2 separate regions of the Sus scrofa genome follow, and region 1 is linked to region 2. A link is a contact called in public Hi-C data. All regions are on one chromosome and are shown on one strand. Each heading gives the region's core, a stretch centred on a gene start, on an enhancer-like site or on the middle of the called end of the contact. The rest is flanking DNA. Distances are from core to core; before and after follow the strand shown. Region 1 holds the start of HIF1A (hypoxia inducible factor 1, alpha subunit (basic helix-loop-helix transcription factor)). Region 2 overlaps PRKCH (protein kinase C eta type).

Region 1 (3,843 bases), core at 1,069-3,568, 190 kb before region 2:
TATTACAACCTTACTCAAGCTCTATTCTGACTTCTTCCAATCCTTCAGCTTGAGTTTCCTAGCCCTCCTTTAAGAGATAAATTTGTCTCCCCCACCTGCATGCTACAGGCTCATTTAAAATGGAAAAATTGTAAGGGAAAAAACCTCTGCCCCTCAATCTCAGTTTTTCAAAATGTTCAAAAATAGTTAGAAAAGGATAAAAAACAGGCATCTTTAACAAACAGTATCTAAAAGTTGTTCAGTAGCTACCTACCATTTATTAACTTAATTTTTCAGTTATAAGAACCTCTGTATTAAGAAATAACATTAAATCTGATCCAAATTTGTTAAATTTTCAAGAGAAAAAATTGGGAAAACAGCAAATGGAACTGAGGAAAATCTAAAAACTAGTTTAGACTTGAGGATGAAGCACAGTAGCTAACTAATTTATTAATATTAAAGCTGTTTATGCTGTTCTCAACTGATGGATTGCAAAGGAGAAATGACCACATTATTGCATATAAGAAGAGAGTGGTGCATAACTTCATGCCCAGTATTAAGTATGATCCAGCGTATGAGGACAGAGAAGTGGCAATACAAAGAGGTGAGGTGCCTTAGATTTATATAAAATAGCAGCCTCATCATTTCATCAAAAGCCTTGCAATCACTTCTGCAAAATTAATTGCAATTAATTTCTATTACAACTTTTGGAATTAAGTCTGGGCCTGTTTTCTCACTTTTTGAAATTTATACGTGCTTTCTCTGGTATAAATATATATAAATATACATACAGAAACTGAGAATTTATCATTCTATTAGATAAATGCCAAAAAAGAATCCACAAAATAGCAAGAACATAAACAAGTTTATCTTCTGCTGATACAGATTACAGCAGTTAATCCCTCCCAGAAGAGTGGAGGGACTTAACAGTAAAGCTAGTCTACAAACCAGAACTCTTACCAGAAATCTTCAATTTCTTAAAATAATTTCCTCAAAGGTTAAAATACCAGAGTGGACCAAACACTGTGAGCGTTGGGGGTGGGTGGGTAGAGAATCACTTAATTCCACTGGTTGGACTCACAATTCTTAATCCTACAAGGTACCACTTAAGACTCAAACTTCAAGGTGTTTTAAATACTTGCATTAAGTTCTAACAGGATGATAATTTACTTCGAATATATTTTAGAACACTTCAACTTCAGGAAAATGAGACAGGTCTAAAAATTTTGCAACATTTTAGTGTTGCATTTCATTTGCTCCCATCACACTTTCTTTCCAATCTCATTATTAAGTGTTTGCCTGAATTTAGCCAGACGCTACGTTTTCACTAAGGTATCTTCCAGAATGAATGAAGTAGATATACTTCACTTACAACGTCTGGGCTCTCTTGACAGGTGATAGAAACCCCAGAATCCAATTATGATGTTCTCATTTAAATGTTGCTATTTCTCTAAATTCCCGTTACTCTGACTCTCACTCTAGGCAAGTTTTCCAAGGCGATTAAAACCAAACCAAATCAAACCAAACCTGCACGTGTAAACTAAAAAGTTAGCATCCCAGGCCCTCGCAGCAAGTCCCTAAAGCACAAAGGCAAAGGCACCCGCCGCGGCCGGACAACCGCTGGGCACGATCGCATCCGACCACGCGAGCCCCTGGGTCGGAAATCCAGAGCCCCGCGCCCACAAGGAAGCGAGGACCTGCGCGCAGGGGCAGACGCGGAGCCGAGTTTTCAATGGAACCCGAGAGGATGGGGGCGGGAAGGGGCGGAAGCTCGGGTGCAAGCGGCGGCGACCGAGCCGCGTCTCATTTCTCTTCCCGGGGTTTTCGGGCGCGGAGAAGTCCACTCGGAGCGGGCACCGGCCAGGCTGGAGGTTTTGGGGAGCAGGAAAGGGCCGTATGAGGCCCGGGCGGCTGGGAGCAGAAGCCAGCAGGGCCCAGGGCCCATGGCCGGGCCCCCACAAGCACTTTGGACGCGTCTCCCACCCCCCACGACAAGATGGCGACGTGGACAGTGGGGGAGCCCGGCCGGCGAGGCTGGGGGAGAGGGGAGGGGACAGGAGGCAGAAACAAAAAGGCGGCCCCCCGGAACGCGGAGCCAGCCCGCGAGCCTGGGCGGGGGTGCGGGCGGAGGACTGACCGGCGGGGGAGTGGGCTTACTTTTTCTTGTCGTTCGCGCCGCCGGCGCCTTCCATGGCGAATCTGTGCCCGAGATGCCTTCGCGGCCGGCGGCCCCCAGGCTCGCTCCGGCCTAAGCGCTGGCTCCCTCCGCACGCGGGGAGGAGGGAAAAGCACGTCCAGAGGTGGGGGTGCGAGGCGGGAAACCCTTCGTGAGACCAGAGGCGGGAGGGCAGGCGGCAATCACGAGGGTCCAGGTCCGGCTCCGAAGAGCCTCCCCCGAGGCAGCTTGTCAGGGCACGGCCCCGCGCACTGGCCAAAGCGGCGGCGAAGGCGATCCTCCCGTCCCCTCAGACGAGGCGGTTCTGTGCACTGAGGAGCTGAGGCAGCGGCAGGGGGCGGGCAAGGGCGGAGGCGCGCGCGGGCGCGCGGGCGCGGGGGAGTGTCGGGGCGCGCTCGCCCGCGGAAACCCGGAGCGCGCTCACGCAAGCCCGCCTCACCTGAGGGGGAGGCGGGTTCCTTGAGAACCAATGGCGAGCGACGCAGGCGGCCAGTCCCCACCCCAGCCCACGTCTGTCTCAGCCAATCAGGAGGCGGTCAGCTGAGGCACAGCTGGGAAGCGCTGCCCTGCTCACGTGCTCGTCTGTGTGCCGTAGTAGAGGAAAGAGAAAGGAGATGGGGTGCGGCTAGCCTGGGTCTGGGGATTCTGCGCCTTCTCCTAGGGAAAGCTGTGGCTGGCTTTGGGAGGCGCTGCTGAGAAGGGATTTCGGGTTTTGGGTCCCAAGCTTGCATCACACTTCCTGCTTTCGGTGCAAGTCTCCCGCTCTCCTTTCCCTCAGCAGCTGTGCTGTGCAAGGTAGCCGCCAGCTCTGCCCAGTCCCAAAACGTTTTAAAAAGGCAGACCTTTCGCGTCTTGGCGGCAAACCCTCCGTGCCTTTGCTCAGAAGTATTACAATAGGGTCTTTCTTGCCACGTTACCCAACCGCGGGCCAAGTCACCGACCACACCCTTTACTACAGAACACGAGGGTACTCGCATTGTTCCCTAAGTTTTTCTGTGAAGTTCGTTTCTAAGTAAATACGAAGAACAACAAAAGACAAAACTCCTCTTCTTGTATATCTCTCAAAGGAAGTAGTTAAGGTAGCAGGAAATGTTAAAATCTGAAATATTTTAAGCATTACAAATAGGTATAACAATGGGTATAGGAGTTCCCGTTGTGGCTCAGTGGTTAACGAATCTGACTCGGAACCATGAGGTTGCAGGTTCGGTCCCTGCCCTTGCTCAGTGGGTTAACGATCTGGCGTTGCCCTGAGCTATGGTGTAGGTCGCAGACGCGCCTCGGATCCCGCGTTGCTGTGGCTCTGGCCTAGGCTGGCAGCTACAGCTCCGATTAGACCCCTAGCCTGGGAACCTCCATATGCCGCGGGAGTGGCCCAAGATATGGCAAAAAGACCAAAAAAAAAAAAAGAATGGGTATAAGTGGTTTTTATAAAAAGAGCATAAACCTGAATTTCAAAAAGAACAGGAAAATGGCTTTAGGTTTACTTTTATTTTATCTTATTGTTGCTTTTAAAAGAGTGGAAGAGGAGTTCCCGTCGTGGCGCAGTGGTTAACGAATCCGACTAGGAACCATGAGGTTGCAGGTTCGGTCCCTGCCCTTGCTCAGTGGGTTAACGATCTGGCGTTGCCCTGAGCTGTGGTGTAGGTCGCAGACGCGCCTCGGATCCCGCGTTGCTGTGGCTCTGGTGT
Region 2 (4,066 bases), core at 1,185-3,684:
CACTTAGCTGTCATTACCCTGATTCAAAACGAAAATTGTGGTTTAAGAAGAGACAGGCCACATGCATTTAAGCGATACCACATGATACCAGCCTTTGCTAGCAGAAGTTGCTTTGAGTCAAGTGTTCTATCCATTCTGCTCAAAGCTTATTTCAATTACGTATTTCCTTTCCTAGTGGGGCGTGGACATATCTTTCAAAAAATCCCTTTTGTTACAAAATGCATTTATTTCAGCCAGATAAAATTCTCCAACTGCATACACAGGCATAGCAGGTCCTTCTTTGATAAATGTCCTGCTTACAAGAGCCATTTCTAATTATTAAAATGCATATCAAACAGACAAGTTTATCTCTCAAAACATAATTTAAATAAATTGCTAAGGTATAAGTGGTAAGTCTGCTCATCAGCACGAGCGGTTCTTCACTGAGTCCAGAGCGGCATGAACACATCGCCCACGACAAGATTCCGCAAGTCAGCAAGCACCTGAGCTCACCTGCTGATTACGCAGATAGTTGTGTTGTGGCAGTGAGCTGCCTAATGGGAGAAGCTAGGTGCAGACAAAGTATGACATATGTAGCATGGAGAGGCATTTCATGGAAGGCAAATGCCATTCATGTAACTTAGGAATGAAAGCTTGGTAAACACAAATCTGTTGTTTATGCTACTGGGTATTGTGGCACCATCTCACTGGGCACTCAATAAATATCTATTAAGTGAAAGTAAGGATAAAAGAATAAGCTGTAGCAGTGGCCTGGGTGCCCACCTGTTAAGAGAGGGCTTTAAGTTGTGAGCTTTATGGATATCAGTTTTTGTTTCTTCAGAGTAAATCATCCTATTTGGAAAGCTCTTCATTTCTTTCTCTGTAAGTTCTTCACAAGCATTTCGAGACTTGCTGCAGACTGCCAGTATTATGGGCTCATGGGCTTATAAAACAGCTTGCAGTGGTCCCTAAAACGTCTAGGTTTGTCTCTTGAAATAAAACGCCTGATTGGCTCAGAAGTTCTGGGATCTAGTTTATTCTTCACACCCTTTCTCCTTTTGGCTCCAACTGTTAATATCTCAAGTCTGAAGGAGCCATGGAAATGCATGGGCTGAGCAGTGAATTTCCTCATGACATCTCATGTCGGTATCAACTCTTTGCCAGCACCGCGATCCCATGGGACTTCAAATAGTTGATCTCTTGAAGTTCCGTCCTTCACAGAGTTCTCCACCTGCCCCCGAAGGTCAGGTTCTTGTTCTAAGGCTGATCCTGGGGACGTGCCCACATAGGAAACTCCTGGAAAATCTCCATCCCCTTTTGATTCTCATACCATCTCTCCCACTCTGCATAAGGTTATGGGTGCAATTCTGGAGAGACAAAGGAAAAGTTTCTAAACTCATCCTGGTTGATCATAGGAAGATGTCCCTCATCAATTGGAGTTAAAACCGGTTCTTCCTTGATGAAGTCAGGGTCAAAATTACTGACGTCTTCTCGGGATTTCTGTCAAAAAGGAAACAAGATAAATTTCAGATTTTAGGCACTTGAGACTCACTCCTCTTCCATGGGATTTAAGCCGTTTCCAGTGAGTTGGGAGAACTGTTCCACAACTCTCCTGGTAGCGTGCGTTATTTACAGTCATGACAATTGATTAGACAGTGCTTTATTACTAATTCTTCTGCACTGTGTACCATTATGGTATTTGGTAACCACCAACTCACTAACCCCACAAAAATCTTGCTGAGCAGGCCGGCCTTAGGCTGGGAAGCTAAGGAATGAATTCAGTCACCTAACGCAGCTGGCTGGTTGGTCCCCCCGCTCCACTGCACTGAGGTACCACTTCGCATCAGGCCTTCCTGAGGGGCATGCAAGTCAGCAGAGGTTGCGTCAATTCACACTTGCCCCACCTGTTGTTTGTACAAAGGTCTATATGCTTGAAGAGATTTTCTTGAAAGGCTTCTTGGAAACACTCAGTTTAGGGAACAAATGCCTCTCACTTTACTCACCAGTCAGATCCATTCTGCCCTGCTGGCAAAGCTCACCCTCCTCCCAGACGAGCTGGCAGGGGGATGCCCATTAAAGGAAGTGGCTTAACCTCTGGGTGTTTGTTAGAGATTAAACTAAGGATGCTTGGAAATGGGTATTTGACATCTTTAAAAACTCATGCCGAAAAGATCTCTGACGTCTCCTATTTGAGTCACTGATCCTTCCCTCTCTGCCTCGTCCTAACCCTTGATGCAATGCTAGCCCCTGCTTGTTTGCCTTCCCACTGTGGTTCTCCTGACCACACTTGAGAAGGAGCTTAGCTCTCAAATGAAGAGTGAGGTGGCCCCCAGGAATGCCAGCCCACTCAGCTGCCTCACTCGGGGACATACCCACAGTGTTCCAGCATTTCCCAGTCAAGGGGACTTGGCCTCTACTGGCCTGAACCCTATGTGGCAATATCTGTCACAGACCCTAGCTCACCAAGGCAGGGAGCCAGGGTCAGGGCAGGGAGGAACATTCAGGGGCTTGGGAAAGGTCCCCTGACTAAGGAGCATGAGGAAATTGGTTATGGAGAATGAATTTCTCAACCCTACTCCTTTGGGGAAATCTGGAAAATTTTAAGGACTCTTAGATCTCAGGAAATCCAACTTAGATTGAGGGAGGATGGGGCCCAGGCAAGTAAGAGGTGGAAATTTGATGGGAAGTAACCCTGGCACATGGAGAAATGGTGCCTTGGGAGCAAGGAGCCCAGCCTCATCCTGGGTGAGGCTGCCTTGCAAAGCATCAGGCTCAACTTCCGGTCTGGTCATTCCACAAGGGACCTGCTAGCTGCTCAGCAGACTTGAGTGGAACACTGTGATGTTTTATGAAAGAAAAAAAAGTCTGTTGTGGTGGTCACGGACACTTACGATTCTGGGTCTGAATGGTGGTTCTACTTGGCGATGGTTTAGTTGGGCCCAGTCGATTTCCTTAAAGAAAGGGTGTCTCAGGATGGCATGCTCACCACCCTGACTCGGGCTGCCCAGGCGCATGGTGGGGTTCTTGGTCATGAACTGAGAGGGAGAGAAAGCAGGTCAGTCATTCAATCCTAGACGATAAGTATGTCATAAGACAGTAGGCATCGGCTCTGGCAGGAGGGCCTGTGTGAGGCTTTCTGGCTGATCTTGCTTAACTAGCTGAATTTTCCATCACGGGTGGCTCAGCCACGATGAGTCATTGGGTAAAGGCGCAATTGCCTGTGTGTATTTATGACCGTCCCCACTGCCATTTCAGACATGGCAACTAAAATAAAACTAAAAGGGTCCAGTTTTCTTTCCTGTAAATACCGTGGTTTTTTTTTTCCCCCTTGAAAGAAAAGAAACTCTTTATAAACTACGGTGCCTTTTCTCCAGCACTGCAGTTGTAGACAGCCGGTGTCTTATGAATGGGGCTACTTTTCAGAACAGCTGTGCCATTTTTCCGAAAGACGCAGTCGGCTCTCTGCCGAGACCGCAGAGAGAAGAGTGAGAGTCGTTATTCTGAAGCTCTGTGTGAGGAAGCCGCAAGGGCGAAAAACTTACAGTTCTGTGTTCAGGCGCCAGGAAAAACAAAGTTGGCCCCTCTTATTTATGCGACAAAGATAGCATAGTTTTGAGTGAGAAGTTTTTTTGTTTTTTTTTGTTTTGTTTTGTTTTGTTTTTTGCTTTAAGATGCTCGCTTCTCTCCTGCCCTTCCATTTGGAAATGTTTCGTGACTGAGACGCTTGCTAACACAGACCAAAAATGAAGAGCACTGCCACACATTCCAGGCATGTGGGTCTGTAAATCCTCTGTATTTCTATACTTTTCTGTGGCTGAGCCCCTTTCAAGATGTTCTAGGCTAAGTCTACTTTCACAAAGGAGTCCTTTACGGGTATTCTGATCATTTCCTGACCAAGTGCCAGTTAGAGGACCATTCACTTTTCATGGCCAGAATGTAATTTTCAGTTTCAACGACACTAAACTAATTTCCCATTAAAAAAAAAATTTTTTTTTTAGTGTTATTTCACCAATATAATTTATTTTCTACTGTACAGCAAGGTGACCCAGTTACACAAACATGTATACATTCTTTTTGCTCCTATTAT

What was found. Hi-C and Micro-C count contacts between places; a contact is called where the count stands out from the background.
Region 1: a Hi-C map of embryonic fibroblasts shows a contact between it and region 2, with 2.5 times the contacts expected there. The contact joins the promoter of HIF1A here to the enhancer-like site in region 2. A contact is called at or near these places in 2 of 5 promoter capture datasets (fetal skeletal muscle and liver), 4 of 47 Hi-C or Micro-C datasets (brain, embryonic fibroblasts, fibroblasts and 1 more) and 2 of 2 datasets of contacts at active chromatin or transcription factors (alveolar macrophages and skeletal muscle).

The regions. Positions count from the first base shown.
Region 1 is chr1:190,623,911-190,627,753 of Sscrofa11.1, reverse strand. It overlaps HIF1A (hypoxia inducible factor 1, alpha subunit (basic helix-loop-helix transcription factor)), which reads right to left and starts at 2,318. Exons shown (of 15, transcript NM_001123124.1): 1 at 2,137-2,318. The coding sequence starts at 2,171.
Region 2 is chr1:190,435,574-190,439,639 of Sscrofa11.1, reverse strand. PRKCH (protein kinase C eta type) reads right to left here. Exons shown (of 14, transcript XM_021062478.1): 13 at 2,871-3,014; 14 at 207-1,479. The coding sequence ends at 1,333. Among named protein-coding and RNA genes, the nearest start is that of HIF1A, 190 kb to the left of the region's middle. Within about 2 kb of position 2,434, at least 20 of the 83 cell types and tissues checked have an H3K27ac peak or open chromatin away from gene starts, as enhancers often do. A contact at or near this core is called in alveolar macrophages, embryonic fibroblasts and skeletal muscle, where this site is marked.